2 separate regions of the Hordeum vulgare genome follow, and region 1 is linked to region 2. The links are chromatin contacts, called in public Hi-C maps. All regions are on one chromosome and are shown on one strand. The core of a region is the stretch at or near the end of the contact, and the rest is flanking DNA. Distances in the headings are between cores, read along the strand shown. Region 1 holds the start of LOC123449142 (receptor-like serine/threonine-protein kinase At2g45590). Region 2 holds the start of LOC123449138 (phosphomevalonate kinase, peroxisomal).

Region 1 (5,455 bases), core at 2,893-5,392, 990 kb after region 2:
TTAACTCTGCATTGGGTAGCATCAGCGTACAATAATTAGTTCATCATCCTATTAGAAATATTTATAAGAAGCTATATATATATCAAGATACATTATATAGTACAGCCACCCAGTTCGGATAAATGATGAACCGATAAAAAAAAGGCTCATAGATCAAATGATGAACTAATGACAATAAATGAAAAGGTAATCTAAATGCATGTCACTTAGTTCATAAGCCTAGACTGACTGATTGTTTTATCTTTTGATTTCACACTTTTCTCTGGACCTGTCCTCCTTTATCTTTTGATTTCACACTTTTCTCTGGACCTGTCCTCCATGATTTGAATCGCGATAATGAATATCCAACGGCTAGAGCAAGCAGCACCGTAACCATTAAAAAAGTGCAATATGGAAATCAGCACAAGTTCATGATTCAGCTACATTTTCCTATTGATCGTTTCGTCCTAGAAACAAAACAACAATGCCAGGGTATAGCCTGATACAGGAATTCTGTTACATACAGTGTTTGCCCACAAAATAATTTCTTCGTATATTTACTCTCTCGAGCGCGGGTGACCTAAACCGGCCCAGCAAAAGGCTAGTCTGTAATAAGTAATTCCAAACTTCCAGCTGAATGAGTTCGCCAAATCAGTTACCACCAGTTCTATGAATTCTACTTAGATCCAAACATAATCAAGATAGTAGGCATACAATGTACCGCAAGGTAGCAACAATGTTAGCTTGTCAAAACTCCCAGTCAGTTCTTCACAATAAATAAATAAATATAAAGAAGTAAATAATCCCTGTCAGCTAGCTTAGACATCGGCAACCCTTCTACGCATCAAGGTCTAAAACTTGAGATCTTCAAAACTGTTTAATATTTTGGTTTCTAGTCGACTTCCATTTACGGTGCCGGCCATCAGCACGGACTGAACAAATGGAGAACAAAAGGGAAACGGAACTGCATAAGGGATCAAATTAGCCATCAACTTGAGTTTCAACAGATTTCATATCAAACATTTAGAATTCAAAGAAAGGGTATTTACATATACAAGGCGCATAACATGTACTCCCTCCGTCACAGTTTATAAGGCGTGCACGTGCACCTAGGTCGTCAATTTAAGTTAAATAAAATACATTGTTTAACATAAAAATTATATCATTACAAAATAGAACATCTAAAGTTTTTAATGATATATTTTTTGTAATATATGTCTCTTATTAAGTTGGTCAAATTAACGACTTAGGTATACGTGCATGCCTTATAAACTGTGACGGAGGGAGTAGTATTCCAGAAGTGCTGATCAACTTGAATTTTCACATAGTATTCCTAACTAGGTACTGACCTCAACCAATGGAAATTATCAGGTCCAGACAGCCCAACTTGCATAGTTGGATATACCTCAAGTCCTAGACCATTGCTTTTTCGTACCAAACTATGCCCACAATGGAGAGACCGCACGAATGCCTTTTTTTATAGCGCAGTGGCCTACATGTGCTTTATATTCTATATAAACGGGCATGCAGCAAGACAGCGACTACCTGAATATACTAGCTCGAGAAAGGTTATGCTGCCATCTCAGTACAAAAAGAAATGAAAGGGATCTTCGAACATAGAAAGCTTGAACCCATCACAAAAGTGGGGCACGCCAGTTTGCTCTCAAGCCACAGCAGAATACTTTCATCCAAAGCATGTCCAAAAAGCAAGATGCTTCCCAGTCTACCAGCACAAGAGAGAACTCCCCAATCCACAATATTCAGTGGTCTTGCTGGTATCATGCATTGTATTCCAATAATCCTATCGCTAAAGAAAAACTACGATTGTGTATGTGATTAATGGAGACGGTTCGTCTTAAACTTGAACAGAAATTGCGACTGGGAATTAGTCAATTAAATGGTTAGACTGGGAATTGATGTTCTTATCAACGTTGAATTGAAACTGCCACTGTTTTTCCTACACAAGATCCCAATAAATTAAATAGACAAATCAGGGTGGTGTACAAGAAGAAACAAACATAAGAATATAACTAACACTACCTTCTGCATCTAACCAACAAACTAAACTCACCGGCCTTTCCTGCGGGATCTCAAAGGGAACCCACCAGGAGGTGACGGTGAGAACTCTACTGGGAGATGTGGTGGTTCACCCTCACCAGAGAGCATTTCAAGCACCTCCTCGCTTGATGGGCGACGGGTTGGCGACCTCTGGATACACAGGAGTGCGACAGTGATGCATAGCAGCGCCTGGTCACGGTTAACATCCAGGAGCGCAGAATCTACAAGATCAAGCAAGCGGCCAACATGGGCGAGATGCCTCGCCCACGAAATCAGACTCGCCTTCTCAAACTCAGACATGGGTGAGGCCGTCATTTGGAGTGGGCGGCGTCCAGAAATAAGAACTAACAACAAGACACCGAAGCTGTACATATCGCATTTCTCCGACAGAGGCCCTCCGCCACCGTACTCAGGAGCCACATAACAGACTGTGCCACGCATGCTTGGTGTGCTGCTCACTGCTCCACCACTCTTAGGCACAAATTCTGTACTAGCCCAATCCCTGCTACTCCTTACACCATCAGCCCACCAATCAATGGTGCCATTGCCGTTGCCACTCCTCCGACTCCAGCTTTTCATCATCGTCCACCTTGAACGTCCCTTCTCCTCTAAATCACAATCCTTCTCCCACCACTGCATGCCAGTCATCACGCCAGCATCGCTCTTTGACTTAGCAAGTGCCCGCCGTTTTTGCTTCTTGGTGAGTTCATCGGCATACTCCTCACGCCACCACTCCCGTGCCCTACGCTTTGGCTTCTTCTTTTCTGCTGAGGTGGTAGGGGTGGTTGTAGACGCTCCCGCAATCCAATCGCTCTTCGGTCTCTCCTTCTTGATCTCCGACCTAATCCATTCCATCACATAATCCTTAACACCGCCACCACCACTGCCGGCAGCATTATCTTGACGCCACCACCAGTCACTCCTAGCTCCTGATGCTCCACCATTGCAGGTTCGACCATTAAATCCACTACCAACACTGGTTTTATCACATCCGGAAGTTGATGCCGCCTCTGCATGCGAGGCAGCAGTGAACCCCTCATCATCCTCCGGAGACTTGGTGGCACCGTCTTCCCCATTCACTACAATAGCAGTCATGCTCTCGCCGGCCACTGACACATCATCATGGCATCCACCACCTGGATTCCCATTTCCAACCGCATTGTCCCCAAGCACGCCACTATCTAACTCATCTTCTTCTTCAGACTTGATCCGTGCGAGGCCGAAATCTGAGAGGCGGGCGCGGAGCTCGCTATCCAGCAACACATTGCTAGGCTTGACGTCCCCATGGATGACCGGCGGATGCACAACGAAATGGAGGTAATGGAGCGCGGCGGCCACGTCGCGGGCGACGGCGAGCCGGCGCGGCCACTGGGACACCAGCTCGGGGCACCTCTTCCCCAGCAGCGCGTCCTGCAGCGACCCGTTGGGCATGAGGTCGTAGACGAGCATCATCCGGCGGCGGCAGGGGTGCGCGGAGAGCGAGTAGGCGAAGGGCAGGAGGATGGAGGGCGTGGAGCCGTGGCCGGAGCCGACGAGGTGGGAGGCGAGGGAGAGCTCGTTGTGGAACTCGCGCTCGCCCTGGAGGGACCCCGCGGCGTTCATGACCTTGACGGCCACGGGCTGGCCCGACCTGGGCAGCGCGCCGCGGAAGACGGGACCGAATCCGCCCTGCCCAAGCTTGCTCCCGGCCGCGAAGCTGCCCGTGGCGCGCCGCAGCTGCTGGTACGACAGCCTCCGCAGCAGGGCGGGCGCGGGCTGCGTCGCGGCGGCCGTCGCCGCAGCGGACCGCTTCTTCCTCCCGCGCCGCAGCCAGACGAAGAGGGCGAAGGCCGCCAGGAGAAGCGCTGCCGCGGCGGCGGAGGCGACTGCGGAGACTGGGAGCTGGTGGCCGCCGCGAGATCGGAGCTCATCAACGACGGCCGCGGCTGCGGCGGCGGGGGGTGGGGAGGCATCGGGCGGCGGGGGCTGGCGCGAGGGCATCAGCAGCGGAGGGGAAAAGACAAGCGGAGCAGCAGGGGGGCAGTGATGAGCCGAAAAGTGATTTGGCTTTTCGCCATTCCTCAGATGCGAGCGAGCGAGCGAGCATCCACCTAATCCTCATCTGAACCTCGGCCTGCGCGGTGTGCGTGCGGAGGGAGGGAGGGAGGATCCGATGCCTCTGCCTGCCAGGTGGGGCTCGGGGGACGCCCGTGGCCCACGGGCAGTGACGAGGCGAGAACCGGATTCGTTGGAGCGACGCATGCGTCTTCGTAGGCAGTCGAGAAGGAATTTAAAGACCAAAGTGGTCAACGTAGGCCACGGGATGAGGTCAAGAGCGAACGCGATTTGCTGCGCTGGTTAGCAGCTGTAGCAACTGCCAACCGTCTCGGAAAGAAAGAAAGAAATCATCGTGCTTTCTTTTCGCCTTTATTGTACAGCTCCGAGCTCGCGAGCACAGGAGCCGTATTCCGTAGGTCGGAGGGGGTCTGGTGTTGACGGCATTTCTTCTCCGCACGAAAACAAGGCAAAAAGGTCATGGAACCGTTTAGAGCAAGTACAATAGAGCTGAGTCAGCTGGCTATAAGAAATAAAGTAGTATATTTTTGCTTAGTTGAAGGAGAGAGAAGAGGAGAGAGAAGGTAAGCGGGCTCTTAGCTAAGAGTCAGCTCTAACACGTGCTCCTAGGCACTTTGTGAGAATGAAAGGTGGGCATATAATAAATAAGTAGTACACTCTTCTAACCAACTATTGTACATGTTAGCTATAAGATGGGCTATAGGTGACATGGCATGAGCTTACAGCCGGCAACCGGCTCTACTATTGTACTTGCTCTTAGAGCAAGTACAATAAAGCTTAGTCAGCTGGCTATAAGAAATAAATTAATATATTTTTGTTTAGTTAGAGGAAAGAGAAGAAGAGAGAGAAGGTAAGCGGACTCTTAGCTAAGACCCAGCTCTACCACGTGCTCCTATACATTTTGTGAGTATCAAAGATGGACCATATAATGAAGAAGTAATACACTTTTGCAATGAACTATTGTACATGTTGGCTATAAAATGGGCTATAGATGTGACATGGCAATGGCTTATAGCCAACATCTGGCTATACTATTGTACTTGCTCTTATACAAGATGCGCCGAGCCACGTTCTTTTAAGGTAAACGCTGAGCGCTAACTGGACATGCAACATTTTTCCGTTTAAAATGTTGCAACCAGCGTCATATTTGCTGCAAGCGTTTTTATTTGCTACATTTTGTCCAGTAAAAAAACTGCATATACGTTTGGTTGCAACTCCAGTTCGTCGATTTTTTCGTTACAATCGATGTTTTTTACTTTTGCTACAACTGTGTTAATTTTTGCTACAACCGGCATCATTTTTTGCTGCAATCGTTCACTAAAAAAGTTGCATACACGTCATGTAAATATTTGTTACAACCGGC
Region 2 (5,277 bases), core at 1,200-3,699:
GAGGGAGGAGAGCAAAGTGGGTCGGGCTGATTTGTATGCGAGAGCAAAATTCCTCCAGCAAGAGCAAGCTATTGTCTCGCTTAAAGCGAGGAATAACTTTCACGGACCAACCATGCGTGTATAACTTAGGCCATGCCAGGGCCGCCCATCTGGCCAAGTCTGGCTGAGGGATGTGTGTGATAGACACAAACGTGGCCAAATGGGCCTACCTAGGGGTGCTTTCCGATAGCCCGTGTGCCTCGCTAGTCATGGGGCGGCCTCACATGCGGCTTAATGGGCCGTGGGTGACACGTGGCTTGGTTAGGGCTGTGCCTGGCCCGTGAGGCTAGGTATGCATGCTGGTCCGGCTGAACACGTTTAGTTTTTTATATTATTATTTTTTATACAACAAATTTCAACCCATATAGCCCAAAAAGCAACCCATTAGGACTAATAGAATGCGGTCATGTATGCTAAGAGTATGTTTGGTTGAAGAACCAAATGAAATGAAATGGAATGGTTTCATTCCATTACATTCCGGTGAAATGGATTGATTATGTTTGGTCGGAGCCAAAAACAGAAATAAAATGGTTTCATTCATTTGTTTGGTTGAAGAGACAGAACCGTAAATTTGATTGCACTCACCTCTTGCTAAGGAATAGTGAGGTTATCTCAGTATGTATATGTTGCACAATCTAAACAAATATAACTTTGGAAATTTCAGGAAGCATATTGCCTAAATTTTCAGCCGTGTTTCTTAGTTTTTGCAGCAATAACAATTTGCACATGCTTCACCGCGTAAACATCATGCATAAATTGAATGTATGGATCCAAAAATTGGGCCTCTAGCATAGCTAGCATTGCATCACATGTGCTTCTTTTATCCCACAATGAAGGAATAAAAACAATCTTTTGCTTGCTTAGGGAGAGGAAAGCACCGAGCTGCCTAGTGAGAAGTGTGTTCTAGCATAGACACATGGCAAGAACCAGCCATGCCCCGTGTGCTTTCCCATCCCGTGCTGCTTGAGGCGAGCTCACTTCCTTCCGCCGTCGTGGCACCTAGTTTCTTGAGTCGTTACTACCACCACTGGTTGCCTGCCGTAGTACGGTAGTAGCCCCTCGCCGTCGCCCGACAACCGTTGGCCAGCCAGACCTGCTCCTCTTCGGTCTACCCTGGCGATGCAGACCGACAAAGGAAGAGACGCTAGCGTTTCGCCACTCAGACATGAAAGTGAGCAGTTCCACGTGATTCCATCGATTTGGAGGTTTTGAGGGAAAATTGTGTTCCCGTTCTATTTTACTACCGAAAACAAGTATGAGGAAGCAACTATCTAAAGAGCACTATGAGGGAGCAACTATCAGAAAAATGTTTCTTTTGGAGTTTCCTAAGGATCGCTCTCAGGCGTCATCATTTGGCGCGTTTTCATCCGTCGCCACGTGTCGTGTTTAGGATGTTTCCTCCGGATTTTGCCATTTTTTTGAATTTTGCACAAGTGTTTTCATCTTTTTAAATGTTTTTTTTGGGTTTTTTCGGTGTTTTGGTTTTTCAACGGTCTTTTTTAGCTTTTGGATTTTTTTTTGCATGAAAAACATGTTTTTTTCTTGGGAGACACGTTTTTGTTTTCATTAGAGACATGGATTTGCTTCTGCGAGAGGCACATGTGTCTTGAAAACAGAAAAAGCCCTATTTTCTATATTTTTCTTCCATGATAGGTACGAATTTGCTTTTACGAGATGCACCGGCATGCTTTTCGGAAACGAAAAAACATGTTTTCTGTTTTTTCCTTTTTTAAGAGATACGATTTTGCTTCCGCGAGATGCACATATTTGATTCCACGAGAGGCACTTATTTGATTCCACGAGAGGCATGACCGTGCTCTCGAAAACGAAAAAAATATTTTTTTTCCTTTCATCAGAGACACAGTTTCCTCGTCCGGATTTTTTTAAAAAAGGTTCGTCAAACCTAACAATATAGGATCTAGTTTTGAAGATCTTGACACAAGAAATCCAACGGTGAAAGAGATGGAAATTTGGACACAGGTTTAAGAGATAAAATGTTTTAAAATAACGGATCTATGAAAAAGAAAAAACTTTTAGATTATGATAAGTGGCATACATATAATACGATACTTGTTGCGACCTAGAAAAATGGAAGTGATTTTAAAAAAAATACTCTTCAATTATTGATTTCGAAGTATAAGGCCTCATCATTTCGTTTCATTTGATGACTGAAACTAAACACATCCTAAATGTGCCGCCAGTCTGGCCCGTGAAGCATAGGGGCCGTGCCTGGGCCAAGGAGGCTGGCACGCATGCCGGCCTGGCACGGGCCGTGTACTTGTCATACCTGGCTGTCCCGTCTAACCCTGACCGGGCCGTGCCGTGCTGGGCAGGCCCATCTGCAGAACTGGGCCAAACTGCACGTCCCGGGCCAAATTGCAGCTCCGCACTGCCGTCGTCGTCGAAAGTCTTTGCAGAACGCCGCGCGGCGACTCCCCGTCCACCAGCCACCGCTCGTCCTCGGTTCCTCCGCCGTTGGCAGAAACGAGCCGCACGACCGCCGCACTCCACTCCAGTCGCAGTGAAGGGGAAGGCCATGGAAGTGTGAGTCCTCGGACACTGCTAGGTTTCGCCTACTCTGCTGGACTCTGCATCTGCCTCTCTGCGTGCCTGCCTCCGCAGTCGGGCCCCGATCCGGTCATCTCACCCCGCTCGGTCGTGTGTCTCCAGGGTCGCGTCGGCGCCGGGGAAGGTGCTCGTGGCGGGAGGGTACCTGGTGCTGGAGCGCCCCAACCCCGGCCTCGTCCTCAGCACCACCGCCCGCTTCTACGCCATCGTCCGCCCGATCCACGACGAGCTCAGCCCCGGCTCCTGGGCATGGGTGAGGCCGAGCTCTCCCCAGTCCTCCGATTTCCGCGCCACCAGATCGCTGCTTATCCTGTACCCTTGTGCTGTATCAGGCGTGGGCGGATGTGAAGGTGACCTCCCCTCAGCTCTCTCGAGAGGCCGCCTACAAGCTATCCATCAAGAACTCGACGCTCCAATTGACGTCCGCAAGGCAAGTCGCCGTTCATTCGCTTGGACCAAAGCGCCGCGTAGCACTCTTCATTTGCCCTAGTGTTGTTAGAGTTCAGTTTTTGGCAGCAGTGCACTGTTATTGATTGTGCTCATGTTGCAGGGAGTCTGCAAATCCTTTTGTGGAGCAGGCGATACAATTCTCCATAGCTGCTGCCAAAGTGTCTATTGCTGACAAGGAGAAGAAAGATGCACTAGATAAGCTGCTGTTGCGAGGTCCTGCAACTTCCCATTAGTTACCTTGCGAGGTCCTGCTGTAGCATTATTTCGTTGTTGACTCTTTGAGCTTTATTTGTGCAGGTTTGAACATCACAATTCTGGGTTCCAATGATTTCTATTCATACAGGAAGCAGGTAATGCTTCTTATTTGAATCACAGTTGAGCCCGAAAAATAAAATAAAAACAAGATATTTGATTTACATGGTCTTTGTTCCTTTTGGGTTTCCTAATCTAATCTTGAACATAGTATTCAGGACCAAATCTAAGATCTCTAAAGGGATTCGAATAAATTGATCCAAGATAACCAGAATTGAGTGATTGTGTGACCAAATTATTGTTTCAGTCACATGCGGTTACACTTCACTTATCAGGATAGGTAATGAATTGTGTAGAATTGGTTATACCATCAGGTATTGCCTATAAGTTTACAATATGAAAGTGTGGTTCTTCCTAGAAAAGAGGAAATTACTTGCGAACTTCAAACAGACACAGTGACATGCTCACATGCGAGTGTGACATAGGATGTGTATAAAGTGCTCACATTCTTTCTCCGTTTCTAGATGTCGTGTTTTTTTTATTTACTTCAACAGTTCGTGATATTGAAAAGTTACCACTGGTTTCTTTTCATGCTCAATTTATTTCTTTATGTGTAAGAGTTAAGATTCGATGCACATGTGAAGTAGGAACCCACTGCAAGGCATCCAGGAGGTTGCTACTTCCTTTCATTTATTTTTGTATGCCATTCTTTTGCACACGAATATAATTAGTTATATCGGTCCCATATTCGACCTATGTATGTATTGTCAGTCATACAATGATACAACCATAGTTTTCCCCCAAGGCATTGTGTCACTGGTAAATAATTAGCTGTGGATTTCATTGTTTCTTCAGATTGAAGCACGTGGTCTGCCTCTAACTCCAGAGGTATTGCTTTCGTTGCCTCCATTTTGCTCAATTACGTTTAACTCAGAAGTTGCTAATGGAACTGGAGAAATATGTAAACCTGAAGTGGCAAAAACTGGACTTGGGTCATCAGCTGCCATGACTGCATCAGTTGTCGCTGCTCTTCTTCATTATCTTGGAGCTGTTAACCTTTCGTGTTCGGGTCAATCATCCAGTGACACTGCAACTGGACAAGATTTTGACTTTGTGCATGCTGTTGCTCAAAGTGCACACTGTCTAGCACAAGGGAAAATTGGCAGTGGCTTTGATGTTAGTGCCGCTGTCTATGGGAGTCAGCGCTATACAAGGTTTTCTCCAGAAATTCTCTCCTCAGCTCAGGTAAGAACTCACAGATACTCCCTCCGTTCCTAAATGTAAAGTCTTTTTAGAGATTCCACTATGGACTACATGCGGAGCAAAATTAGTGAATTTATACTCTAAAGTATGTCGATATACATCCGTATGTAGTCCATAGTAAAATCTCTACGAAGACTTATATTTAGGAACGGAGGGAGTAGTTGTCTATCCCAGCAAGTGCCCAACAGTTGTCTATCCCAGTGACTTTGTCAGTAGTAATCTTAAAAAATATTTTACAGGTTATAGGCGGGAGTTGCTTGCCAGATGTAGTAGCAGATATTGTTACACGGAGGTGGGATCATGAGAAGACTCAATTTTCTTTGCCTCCTCTGATGTGCCTTGTAAGTTGGATGATTGATGACGAGGTTTTCCTAACTGTTATTATACCATTCTACTGGTTGTCACCACTCGTCATAATTACTGGCCTGCTACTGACGATATAGGATATGTAGTCTGATTAGTAGTTAGTTGCACCTCTATAATGCTTATTAACCTTTGGTTTCCATGACTGAAACTGGTAGAATGATAGTAACAACATGTGGACGATACTGTTGTAAGCATGGACACCACGAGTCATGCTTCTCTCCCTTCTTTGTAAGCAATGAGTATGCTAATATTCATGAGACCTTGCAGATATAAAATATTCTTCATCATCACTAGTGGGTCATGACTTTGACTTACTTTCTAGCTTAGCCTTCGCTTAAA

What was found. Hi-C and Micro-C count contacts between places; a contact is called where the count stands out from the background.
Region 1: a contact with region 2 is called in a Hi-C map of seedling, with 2.8 times the contacts expected there. The contact joins the promoter of LOC123449142 here to the promoter of LOC123449138 in region 2. A contact is called at or near these places in 3 of 6 Hi-C or Micro-C datasets (leaf and seedling) and 1 of 1 datasets of contacts at active chromatin or transcription factors (embryo).

The regions. Positions count from the first base shown.
Region 1 is chr4H:498,926,378-498,931,832 of MorexV3_pseudomolecules_assembly, forward strand. LOC123449142 (receptor-like serine/threonine-protein kinase At2g45590) reads right to left here and starts at 4,143. Exons shown (of 1, transcript XM_045126244.1): 1 at 1,881-4,143. The coding sequence starts at 4,017. The coding sequence ends at 2,047.
Region 2 is chr4H:497,941,046-497,946,322 of MorexV3_pseudomolecules_assembly, forward strand. LOC123449138 (phosphomevalonate kinase, peroxisomal) reads left to right here and starts at 2,450. Exons shown (of 10, transcript XM_045126237.1): 1 at 2,450-2,583; 2 at 2,710-2,860; 3 at 2,940-3,037; 4 at 3,158-3,270; 5 at 3,355-3,407; 6 at 4,165-4,554; 7 at 4,812-4,913. The coding sequence starts at 2,576.